Linked DNA regions of Arabidopsis thaliana: regions 2 and 3 are each linked to region 1. The links are chromatin contacts, called in public capture Hi-C and targeted proximity ligation maps. All regions are on one chromosome and are shown on one strand. The core of a region is the stretch at or near the end of the contact, and the rest is flanking DNA. Distances in the headings are between cores, read along the strand shown. Region 1 holds the start of ALATS (Alanyl-tRNA synthetase). Region 2 holds the start of AT1G50120 (immunoglobulin). Region 3 holds the start of AT1G50380 (Prolyl oligopeptidase family protein).

What was found. Capture Hi-C pulls out chosen DNA fragments and counts their contacts.
Region 2: a targeted proximity ligation map of shoot shows a contact between it and region 1, with 10 read pairs. A contact is called at or near these places in 2 of 26 Hi-C or Micro-C datasets (root and vegetative nucleus) and 1 of 2 datasets of targeted methods (shoot).
Region 3: a capture Hi-C map of seedling shows a contact between it and region 1, with 2.0 times the contacts expected there. A contact is called at or near these places in 2 of 26 Hi-C or Micro-C datasets (root and vegetative nucleus) and 1 of 3 other capture datasets (seedling).

What each region holds. Positions count from the first base shown.
Region 1 is chr1:18,596,114-18,600,271 of TAIR10.1, forward strand. ALATS (Alanyl-tRNA synthetase) reads right to left here and starts at 2,456. Exons shown (of 23, transcript NM_103905.4): 1 at 1,904-2,456; 2 at 1,400-1,638; 3 at 954-1,094; 4 at 455-601; 5 at 95-247. The coding sequence starts at 2,198.
Region 2 is chr1:18,560,359-18,564,469 of TAIR10.1, forward strand. AT1G50120 (immunoglobulin) reads left to right here and starts at 1,370. Exons shown (of 12, transcript NM_103898.5): 1 at 1,370-2,238; 2 at 2,387-2,464; 3 at 2,620-2,777; 4 at 3,562-3,637; 5 at 3,801-3,868; 6 at 3,995-4,111. The coding sequence starts at 1,944. AT1G50110 (D-aminoacid aminotransferase-like PLP-dependent enzymes superfamily protein) reads right to left here and starts at 33. Exons shown (of 9, transcript NM_103897.4): 1 at 1-33.
Region 3 is chr1:18,660,973-18,665,036 of TAIR10.1, forward strand. AT1G50380 (Prolyl oligopeptidase family protein) reads left to right here and starts at 1,294. Exons shown (of 11, transcript NM_001333432.1): 1 at 1,294-1,679; 2 at 1,827-2,110; 3 at 2,212-2,406; 4 at 2,626-2,972; 5 at 3,179-3,470; 6 at 3,750-3,908; 7 at 4,002-4,064. The coding sequence starts at 1,310. FYPP1 (Calcineurin-like metallo-phosphoesterase superfamily protein) reads left to right here. Exons shown (of 10, transcript NM_103920.4): 8 at 6-101; 9 at 191-262; 10 at 617-1,080. The coding sequence ends at 700.

The sequences.
Region 1 (4,158 bases), core at 1,206-3,705:
TGCGTCCCTAAGAGGAGGCCAAACAAAAATAACTCAATGAAACCATCATTAAACAGCTGTCATGAAACCATCAACAGAAGTTTTCACAAATTACCTTTTGGATGTCATCAAAGATAGGCATGAACACATCTGTATCATAGTTGCTCATTTTGTTTTGAAGAACAGAAGTCAACCTCTCGAAGCCCATCCCGGTATCAACATGCTTAGCAGGCAGAGGTTTTAGCGAGCCATCACTTTCTCGGTTGAACTATTTTGAAGACATAAGTAACATCCCAGTCAGAGGAAACAATTGGGAATATGATAGCACAGCTAAAGGAGCAATAACAATCTAGCTAACTGCACAATATAGAGTTTTCAGTAACACAATCTACAAAATCATTAAAACAATTGTGATATTGAGATAAAGATTAGTAAAATGGAACTAAATAACAATTGGGACAGAGAGGGTTTGTACCTGAATAAAGACAAGATTCCATATTTCTAAACATGTTGGATCGTCATTGTTAACTAAGGATGCAGCATCACGGTTACCAATGCGATCATAATGTATTTCAGTACAAGGTCCACACGGACCTGTGTCGCCCATTTCCCAGAAATTGTCCTGCAGTTTAATCAAAAGTTAAATGAAAGAAAAACAGCATTTAAAAACCCTTAAGTTTTACATTTTGTACAAGATTTTGACTGTAAATCATAAACAATGGTTTTTAAAGCCTGCCAACTACCAAACATGATAGCGTATTCCTAGCCAAAATGCATTCAAGCTTACAGTTGGTTGTCGTTAGCATTGACAAACAGATGTGTCAATATATACAAGAAACAATGGTGACAATACAAAGGCAACTTAGCTGAAGTACTTGTGAAGTAACCTCAGGAGAGAGGAAATCAATGAGTAGTGGATTCAAAAAAATTAGGTAACAGATTAAAAGTTATTATCTTAAATAATCAATACATACTTTGCAACCAAATGGCAGCACACGTCCAGATGGAAGAACCTTCAACCATATATCCCTAGCCTCATTATCAGGTTGAAGGCCAGCTTTCTCATCACCGCCAAAATATGTAGCGTAGATTCGATCAGTCGGTAGCCCATAGACCTGAGGCATGAAAACAGGGAGGTATCAACCTCAATGAAATAAACAACCTCAACGAAAAGAGAATAGTAACTTTACAAAATTATGAAATACTGTCACAAGGTATCTAACTGAAATGTACAACCAAATGAAAAGAGAAGAATCACTTTACAAAACTGAAATGTACAACCAAATGAAAAGAGAAGAATCACTTAACAAAATTGAGACATACCGTCCCAAGGGAGGGAGACAATAGTTTACTGAATAATACCATGTATATTTTTCTTAAATCAAGTAAACAGAGACAAATTTCCCAGGTATTTAATTACCTTGGTTAAGAGCTCCCAAGCCCATTCGATAGCTTCCTTCTTGAAATAATCTCCAAAGGACCAGTTACCAAGCATTTCAAAGAAGGTGTGATGGTACGTATCTTTGCCGACATCATCCAAATCATTATGCTTTCCACCAGCACGAATACACTTTTGGGTGTTACATGCCCGAGATAGCTTGCTAAGCTCAGTATTTGGATCGGCCGTACCCAAAAATATTGGCTTATACTGGTTCATTCCTTGAAAAACAGAGAAGTTTCAATGTCATTAATAATTCTATTTTTCGCCAGACATATCAAGAGAACTTAATTTACATAGCTCAGTATCAATATCAGAAAATTTCGACCAAAACTGAAATTGAGAAATTTGAATAAGTCCCAAAGCTTCAAAGACAAAAGAAGACAGAATAAGTCAACTCTATAGAATCTGAATTCCATAGATCAACTTGGACAAATTCCCAATCTTATCGGCAAAAACAGATATGAGGAATCGAAGTTATCGTACCAGCGTTAGCGAAGAGAAGAGTAGGATCATTATGAGGAACAACGGGGCTTGATGGCCAGAACTTGTGGCCTTTGCCTCTGAAGAAATCGACATAAGTATCCCGGACTCTCTTTGCTGGCCACTGAGTCTCCGATGGTTCGGAACCCGGCATGACTGCGACGGAGGAAGACGTCGACGAAGAGGAAGAAAAACGGAAGTGAGAGAAAAAAGGGCGGCGGAGATGGGAAGAGTAAAAAACCCTAGACGGAGGTTTGGTTGAAGAAATCAGAAGAGAAGCTGCCTTCACTAATCTCATTCAAACCAATAAAAGACCTTCTCTCTCTCCTCCTATCCTATTTTCTACCGTTAAAATTTATTTAATCCGATTCCTTTTCCGCAAGATATATTATTTTAAGGGATAATACTTAAAAAATAAAAAAAGTAAAATTTGGAAAATACATTTTGTTCATCAAAGGATAACATTAAAAAAAAAACGAGAGTAAATTTTGGTTCTCGTTTAGATAAACTGTTGGGTTTGCTGCCACTAGCCGTGAGACTGCCTCGCATGTTATTGTTTGTTTCGTTGTTGTTGTTGCTGTTGTCGTTGCCGCAAGTTTTGAATTTGTTTTGCTGCTACTGTTGCAAATTTTTGTATTCGTTTCTCAGATAATACTATAGTTTTACACGTAATTTTTTTTTTTCCAATCAACCAAATGTAATTCTAATATATTTTTGTTACTTGAATTTTTTTCATATTTGAGTTTTTCTCTTTTTATTATGTGGATTGATATGATCTATATATAAAAATTATTCTTATTCTTGTTAAATATTAATCTAAATACTATTTTTATAGTATAAAAAATGAATGATATTATTTTGATGTAAACTACCTAAAATTTTATAACAATAATGAGTTTTTACGCTATTGATCAAATTGGGTTGGATGGATTTCTGTTACATATTGGTTACAGTTATTAAAAGGGAAAAATGTTATTTAATACCTCAACTTTCAAATTATGACAGTTTTATACGTTAACTTTATATATGGTCATTTTAAACATGAAGTTATCGTTGATCACCATTTAAACCATGAATATTTTATTGACCAGGCCAAAAAAATTAGTCGTTAACGGATTATTCAACTCCCGTTAACACCTCCATTAACCATTCTAAACGACGTCGTTTTCGTTTTTCTTTAAAAAGAAATGACAGACCTGGGATTCGAACCCCTATCATTTGAGAAAAATCAAAGGTCATTTGACCACTCTACCTGCAAAGATTTCTCTGTCATTCTATACAAACACAGATACTTATATACGCTTAAAGTTCTTCTTCTTCATCTTTAACGAAACAAAACATTTCCATAGTAAAGCTTCCATTGAAGAACACCTCCGATTTTGAACACTTCGATTTCTCCATGGACTTCTACCATTTAATACAAGCCTCATCAAGCACCCCTATTCATTGAAGAACACCTCCAAACCTTTTTTTCCCGCCAAAAAAAAAAAAATCCCGCCAAAAATAAATTTCCCGCCAAAATTTTTTCTCGTAAATTTTGTTTCCCAGCAAAAAAAATGCTTTTAAAAATCCTTGTAAATTTTTTAAAAACTCTTTTAAAAAACCTTGTAAAGTTTTTTAAAATCTTTGGTAATTGCTAAAAACCCTTGTAAATCATTTTAAAACCTCTTAAAATCTTTATAAAGTCTTTAAAAACATAGGTAAATACTTTAAAACCCCTTTTTAAACCTTTGTAAATCATTTTAAAACTTTTTACAATAGTTTTACAAGATTTACAATCGTTTTTTAAGCATAAGTAAGTGGCATTGAATGATTTACAAGGGATTTTGAAAACTTATAAAAGGGTAAAACATGATTTACAATCGTTTTAAAGCATAAGTAAGTGGCATAAAATGATTTACAAGGGATTTAAAAAAGGTTAGCATGGTTTACAATCGTTTTTTAAGCATAAGTAAGTGGCATTGAATGATTTACAAGGGATTTTAAAAGCTTATAAAAGGGTAAAACATGATTTACAATCGTTTTTAAAGCATAAGTAAGTGGCATTGAATGATTTACAAGGGATTTTAAAAGCTTATAAAAGGGTAAAACATGATTTACAATCGTTTTTAAAGCATAAGTAAGTGGCATTGAATGATTTACAAGGGATTTTAAAAGCTTATAAAAAGGTAAAACATGATTTATCATCGTTTTTAAAGCATAAGTAAGTGGCATAAAATGATTTACAAGGATTTTTAAAAAGGGCTAGCATGGTTTAC
Region 2 (4,111 bases), core at 120-2,619, 37 kb before region 1:
TTTAAAGAATTTGTTGATGGGAATATACTAATAAATTGTAGAATCTTCAACTATTTTTCTTTTTATACGAAGGTTGATGGGATGGCTAAAGACTTTTTTTATTAAGCTAAAGTGGCCGTTCTTTGTTGAGAAAAGGTGTCTTTAATTCATTAGTACCAATACATTGCACCGAGACTCCGAATGGAGAGTAAACCATATAGTGCAATGCAGTTTCATAGTACCGAAAACATTTACATATTATTGATACCGATACATTGTACTATTTTTTTTTTCTTTATAATCAGGATAATCAGAACCTTTACAACCGGACTATTTTTTTCCAAAATGATAAATTTTTAGTTTTTATTTCATTTTTAATAATAAAATATATCTATTACTAAAAATTAAAATATAAAAAAGAAGTTACAAAATTTATCGGGTGAAAATGGAGTAAGATTCAAGTTGCAATGAATTGTTGGGCAATCACTCACTTTGTTAAATTCAATGGTTCACCAATTAATCCGACGACAAAGTTCAGAGATTTAGTTCCAGTTGATTCGCTTTTTTACTACAGTCACATTTATGCCAACAAAGCTCAAGTCAACAACATGTTTGCTACCACGATAAATATGTTTTGCTTTCCCTTTATCATTTTTTTTTTTGTTTGTTTTAGATTCTAAACAAGCTTCGTAACTGATATGATTTGTCTTCCATGGACTACTCATGAGCAAAAAATCGTTTTGAGTAATCTTGATAGAATCCTAAGGAGTATTGTTGCCTAGTTTTGCATTTGTTACTGATTCAGAAGAGGTGGCCATAAATAATGAACTAGCTCTTACCAAAGCAATCCGTGATGTAAATGACCAAATTTTATGGATTTTATATGATTTGGTTTCGTGTGATTATAGATAAACTAACTCGCAAAATTAGACAACTTCAAACTATATTGTTCAATTACAGTTTCAATGTTTTGCAAAAGACAATAGGAACAACATTTTGCTAAGAATCAAGACACCTAGATAGTTTTATGTTCATGTAAAAGACAATCAGTGAATGCAAGTAAATACTTAAGATAGAAAGACAAAAAGTCTAGCCTACTTTAAAATCCATGATACATAATCCAAAACACACTAAATTGAATGTTTAAGGAACTACTACTGTATAGTATTTCTAATTAGCCGAGTACACATTTTTAAGATGTCGAAAAGATGCTAAAATTGAATATGAAAATATAATTACTTCTTTGTAAATTAGGTGTTTTTTAACGAATCATCATATGTACAAAAATATGATGAGCCAATGATTTATTGAATTAGATACATGTAGAAAGGATTTGTATGATCCTAAAGAACTTCGAAACGAACTAATCAAATGGATCAAAAATATGATTGCAGAATATAAGAAATGTTGGGCTCATGTTGGGCTGAAATAAGACGTAGAGATTAAGTTAAGCTAAGCTTTCTAAAGTAATTGTAAGCTTCTCCTGCAGAGGAGAATAGAAGTCATCAAACAAGGATCTCAGAAAATTGCTTATCTCCCTAATTTCTTCATCTCCCTCTAAACTCTCTTCCAGAATCCTTGCTCAATTCTCTTCATTTGTGATCTCGGCTCTCTTATCACGAAGACTTCTCCCGGCGGCACCGTCTTCACATTTCTGCTCGTCATTCTCAAGGAACCAAGGTAGAAGCTCACTCTCTGTGAACGAAACATTTGCCTTTTGTTCGGAACGAAATCTCACAAATTGGTTCTATGATCTGCGCGATTCGCGTCGTCTTCTCTCTGGATCTGAAGTAATTGATTGCCATTCGTTAGCTACTGTCTGCCAATTTTTTATGTTTGTCCTCTCTCTGGAACCCTTGAATGATTCAACTCCATCCAAGTCTCGTCGTCCTTGTAATTAGCACCATTGAAGCGATTCATGGAAGGCATTGTTGTATTGGTTAAGAAACACAGCCATTGAAGCGATGCTATCATCAAGGTTTTCCTTTTTGGGGATCGGCAGTTCCAGTGAAGTCAATGACTCCGTGGGTGTTTCTGGAAGCAAGATCAAACCATCTCTAAGTGTTCAAACGGATAAAGATGTGTATAGGCCTGGAGATTCCATTTTTGTAACTATTGAGGTTGCTAATTCTCATGACAACGCCTCTAATCCCTCCATTTTGGTTGAAAAGCTTAGTTTTGAGGTTAAAGGTCTAGAGAAATTGGACATTCAGTGGTTTTCTACTCAAAAACCTTCACCAGGAAGCAAAGGACGAAGAGGTATTTTAACAAGCTTTTTACTGCAACTGTTATATATCTTCTGTCAGCCTTTCATGTTTCTTCCAACACGTCATGCTCACTTTACCATCTACTTGTAATTTTCTATTGATGTGCGTTAACCATATATATATCTCTTGGAGATTTTCAGGTGAACACATCTTCCTAGACAGTTCAACACCATCTTTGATTTCAAATCAAATCCTATCCCCTGGTGCTAAGATGACATGTAATCTTGCCTAACTCCTTCTCTAATACTGTATGAACAAAGAACAATAATAACGTACACTTGCTTGATGCCGACGGCACATATACTAACGGCTAGGCTTTACAATGTCAACCTTTAAGCTGACAGGCTTCTTTGTTTGTAATTTTCATCTACAGTAATGGTTCGAGCTATACTCCCACAGATTATACCACCTTCTTATAAAGGTGCTACTTTACGTTACCTTTACTACATTAAGAGCACATTATGCGGAAGATGGATGGCATTAGAAAACAGTCAATTTTACAAAGACTCAACACAAGATTTCATTGAAGTGGTTAGTTTACTTGACTTTCCGTGTTTTCTGTAGGTGTTATATGTGTAAAACATTGTGTTTCGGTTACTTTGGTTGCTTGAACGCAATTTGTTTTCTATTCACCGGTGTGGAAAATATATAAACTGGGATAAACACAAACAATGTAGCTCTGTTGTGTTGAAACACGTCTCATGGTTCTTACTATAGTGCTAAGTCAGGCTGTATCCTTGGTTTTTAGTCTGCTTGATGCCTAATTGATAATAGAATCACACAACTTTGTATGAGTCATTCAACATTCTTAGATCATCTAGCTTATTGTTTCTCTGTGGCGATGCAATGGAGATGCACCAGGGTTTATATGCAAACTATGAAGTTGAAGCATGAGGTTTAAAGCGTAGCTTAGTCTAGATCTTCTTGGAAAACTTTTCAGTGTTACATGTAGTTAGTTTTCTTTGGCCAATTTGTCACTGCAGTGAGTTTAGTAGTTCAGTCAGTTGATTATAACATCTTTCTAATCAAGTATAATTTGATACTTTCTGTCATCAAAATAATCTTGTTCCCCTGAAATTGGATGCCTTGATTCTGGAGTTGGTCTACGATTTAATCATGGTAATATGTCATAACTGAAGGTCTAATTACATACCTCCTATGGCCTGATGCTTGATAGAAAATACTAAGTAAATGTATTTTGTGATAAGCCTCTTAATTTTTCTGAAATATAATATATTTTTCCCTTTTCCACTTGTATTTTATAGTTTGCTGTTGGCATAAATTTGACTCCTGTAATCTTGTTATTTACCAACAGGAGACTCGAATACCATTACAAGTATGGGTAATTCAGAAGAACAATGGGCTGCTATTAGAGGAAGATCAAATCGATGGTAAGCTTTTTTCTAAAATTTTGATTGGGAATTTTAAGTCAGAAGTCAAACTCTGTTTGTTTACAAGACAACAAGTTACAGGACGTCGGAAAGTTGTTTTCCCTCCTTTTTTTTGGATGACATTAGTGGTGCAACCTGATGGGGCTCTCCAATTTTCTTACAGGTATTGTTCCAACCAGTACCATTCAGACAGAAATATATTGGAAAGAGATGGATGGGGACTCAGAATGGGTATGGCATGCTCAAAACTGTGGAATTCTACTGTTTATCCTTTTTCTTTTGATTGCAGTTGTTTTATACGTATGGGTTGCATTTGCATACTACTCAGAACACTGAACAAAAATGCGCTTAATGCAGACTAGAGCAAATGACGCATATGATAGTGGTGAGGATGGATATGACAGTTCACGTGACGAGATCTCATCTGTTTCTTCCTATCCCAACAAAAGCAATTTAAACAGAACATTTGGCAGT
Region 3 (4,064 bases), core at 44-2,543, 64 kb after region 1:
TGCAGTTTAACCATATTAACAATCTTGATCTAGTATGTCGCGCTCACCAGCTTGTACAAGAAGGTCTCAAGTACATGTTCCAAGATAAAGGTCTTGTAACTGTAAGTGCCTTGCTTCCTTATGATCATTTTGGATAGTTGGAAGTATAATCTGCTTGGTGATGTTTCTTCTCTTTATTTTTTTTGTAAAGGTGTGGTCTGCGCCTAATTACTGCTACCGTTGTGGGAATGTGGCTTCTATATTGAGTTTCAATGACAACATGGTGAGGCATTTGTTTTCTCTTTTGTTACTGATCTGCCACAATATCTTGTTTCATGTTCTTCTTACTTTTATGCACTCGTCTTCGGATTCTACTTTTCCTTTTTGATTAAATAAGTTACTGCCTTTGATACTTGTCTCTCGACCCAAACATATACACATGAGTGACTCTTGTGAGATAGAGTTATGATGTTTAAGCCATTTATTTAGTAACAATTCACAGTTCGCGTGGAATCAGTCTGTCCATATTGATTGTGCTCTGTGTGTTACTTTTCATATATAGACCTGTTTCTGGGAAGTGTTTAGGATCTGGTCCTCACTGACAGTAATGATTTGTTAAAATATGCTTAATTACCAGGAAAGGGAAGTGAAGTTCTTCACGGAGACAGAAGAGAACAATCAAATGAGAGGGCCAAGGACAGGTGTTCCTTATTTCCTGTGATTCATGATGATGATCCTACATCATTATTAGTCTCGTATTGCTCTTATCAAGTTAGCCATTATCATGATTGCCATTGGCTTATGTTCTTTCAAGGTATATCTTCTGATGTTGTTTACACTTCCATTGTTTTTTTTTTCCTTTTTCCATTTTGGAAACATTTTCTTGTGAAAGTGAATGTCACTTTGGTAATTTTAGTGGTTTTGATGCACTTTAACCTGAACCTCTTCTGGATGTTATTATTATACGTGCTTTCTTTCTTGTTTTGTTTCATCTTTGTTCTGTAAGCAAGACCAATTTTTATCATCTCAGCTTATTTGCAGTTTAGCACGGTTTGATTAGGTTCTGGGTTAATCTCAGGCTTATAAAATTCATCAAGCTCAAAAATAGTCCACTACAAGAACATAGAAGACCATTAATCAACATTCAACAGTAATTTGTTTCTAATCTAATTATTTGGTTTTGTTCAATAATCCTAGCAAAAATTCACGAAAGAGTTAATAATTTTGTAACCGGAATCATAGATAGGCCGGTTTATCCAAACCGGATATGACCTGTCCTCTATTAACAAACTGGTCGCGAGTCTCTAGGCAACTAAAACGGACACGTAATATGATAATAAGGCGTGGACTCGTATCTCTCGGCACTCACTTTCTCGCGACTCGTAGTCGTCTTCTCCACTTCGATACTCCTCTCTCTTGCCTCGTTCCTCTTGTTCCTCGCCGCCGCTCTATTCTACGGCTGTCTTCTTCTTTTTCCTCTTCCTCTGAAACCGGAGCTGCGTCAGTGCGGTTGACATCACCGAGAGACATGGCGGAATCGAGATCCCCTCCTGTAGCGAAGAAGGTGGAGCATGTGATGGAGATGTTCGGTGACGTTAGGGTTGACAATTACTACTGGCTCCGTGACGATTCTCGCACCAATCCCGACATGCTTTCTTATCTTCGTGAAGAAAATCACTACACTGATTTCGTCATGTCTGGTGAGTCTTTTCAAGTTGCCTCTGTCAGTGACGTTGTGATACTTAGGGGATTAGGGTTTTTAGCTTTCCTTGTTTTCAATTTGGAGTATTAGTGACTTGTTGATTATGCAAGCTTGTGATAAATTAGACTGGAAAATAAAAATTCAGGGACCAAGCAATTTGAGAATCAGCTGTTTGCTGAAATAAGAGGGAGGATCAAAGAAGATGATATATCTGCACCTCTACGCAAGGGTCCTTACTATTATTATGAGAAAAATCTTCAAGGAAAGGAATATATTCAGCACTGTAGACGTTTGATCACTGACAACAAAGCTGAGCCTTCTGTCTATGATACTATGCCAACTGGTCCAGATGCTCCTCCTGAGCATGTGATATTGGATGAGAATACCAAGGCTCAAGAGCATGACTACTACAGAATTGGGGCCTTCAAGGTTTGACTAGAAAATAGACTTTAAAAATCGTCCTAAGAGATATCCTTTTCAAACTTGCTCTTTACTAACTTGATGTTTCATTTTCTTGATTCTTTTTATAGGCGAGTCCCGATCATAAATTGGTGGCATATGCAGAGGACACAAAAGGTGATGAGATATATACAGTGAATGTCATCGACTCTGAAGCCCTAAAACCAGTGGGGCAACAGCTTAAAGGACTTACTTCTTATCTTGAATGGGCTGGTAATGATGCTTTGCTCTACATAACAATGGACGAAATCCTGCGACCTGATAAGGTTTACCTTCAATCTTTTCCCACCCTACTGTCTTAGTGTATAGTACTGGAGGAAGGGATTAACTTTTGCATGAATATAGATTTTACCGTTTCGATCAATTGTTGACATTATACACCTCATAGATGCCATATTTTCTTACCAAATTTGACTGTACTTATTATGAGATACGTCAATATTTTTGGCTTTCATGTTCTGATCTTCATATATTCTTTGTAACAGGTTTGGTTACATAAATTAGGGACAGAGCAGAGCAGTGATGTATGCCTTTACCATGAGAAGGATGATATGTTTTCTCTTGAACTCCACGCTTCTGAGAGCCATAAGTATTTATTTGTTGCATCTGAAAGCAAAACTACAAGATTTGTCTTCTCGCTTGATGTGTCCAAGACTCAGGATGGACTCAGGGTGTTGACACCTCGTGTAGATGGAATTGATTCATCTGTCAGTCATCGTGGGAACCACTTTTTCATCCAGAGAAGGAGCACTGAATTTTACAACTCAGAACTGATCGCCTGTCCAGTTGATGACACATCAAAGACAACTGTTCTGCTTCCACATAGAGAAAGGTAAACTTTTTTTGTTAGAATCTGGTTGCCATTGTGGCCTATCCAAAATCCAAATGAAGTATAACTAATTTTAATATCATGTATATCCTTCGGCTTAGACGACATGCATGCTGGGTTGTTTTCCAGTTGCTAGATTAGTTTTATAATGCATTTAACATCAAGGTCACCTTGTATGCCTAGCTAAACAATTATATTTGCATGGACAGTGTAAAGATTCAGGAAATTCAGCTTTTCCGAGATCATCTTGCAGTCTTCGAGCGTGAAAACGGACTGCAGAAGATCACAGTTCATAGGCTTCCTGCTGAGGGACAGCCACTGGAAGGTCTCCAAGGTGGTCGTAATGTGAGCTTTGTTGACCCGGTCTATTCAGTTGACTCAACCGAGTCCGAATTTTCGTCCAGGGTTTTAAGGTTTAAATACTGCTCAATGAAAACACCTCCTTCTGTGTATGACTATGACATGGACAGTGGCACTTCCGTTGTCAAGAAGATTGACACAGTAAGTAAAACTACTTATTCATTCGTTCTCCCTCACTTTGGATCAATTTCCTATGTCCTCTGCATATTTAGTTGCCGATTTTATTTGCAATGCATAAGCGTATTTCATTGAATGGTAATAAGTCGTATTGACAATTTTGAAATACAACACATGAAAATTATGAAAAATTTTAGTTTTTTTTTACTGGTACTGTGTTTTTACGCATTTTTCCCTAACATGCCTTCTCTTTTGAAATGGTCATCGCTTGATCTTTATGATAGCCTGCTGTATTTCATTCAGGTATTGGGAGGTTTTGATGCATCAAATTATGTTACAGAAAGAAAGTGGGTCGCTGCATCAGACGGAACTCAAATTCCAATGTCTATTGTGTATAACAAAAAACTTGCAAAGCTTGATGGATCTGATCCATTACTCCTTTATGGATATGGTTCATATGAGGTATTTTTAGTTGAAGCTTTTATGGTTCCCAGATTCTCGGTCCTTTTACTTCTTTCCAACGGAACTATAAAATACTCTTTATCTTTATTACAGATTTCTGTGGATCCTTATTTCAAGGCATCAAGGTTGTCCCTGTTAGATCGTGGGTTTACCTTT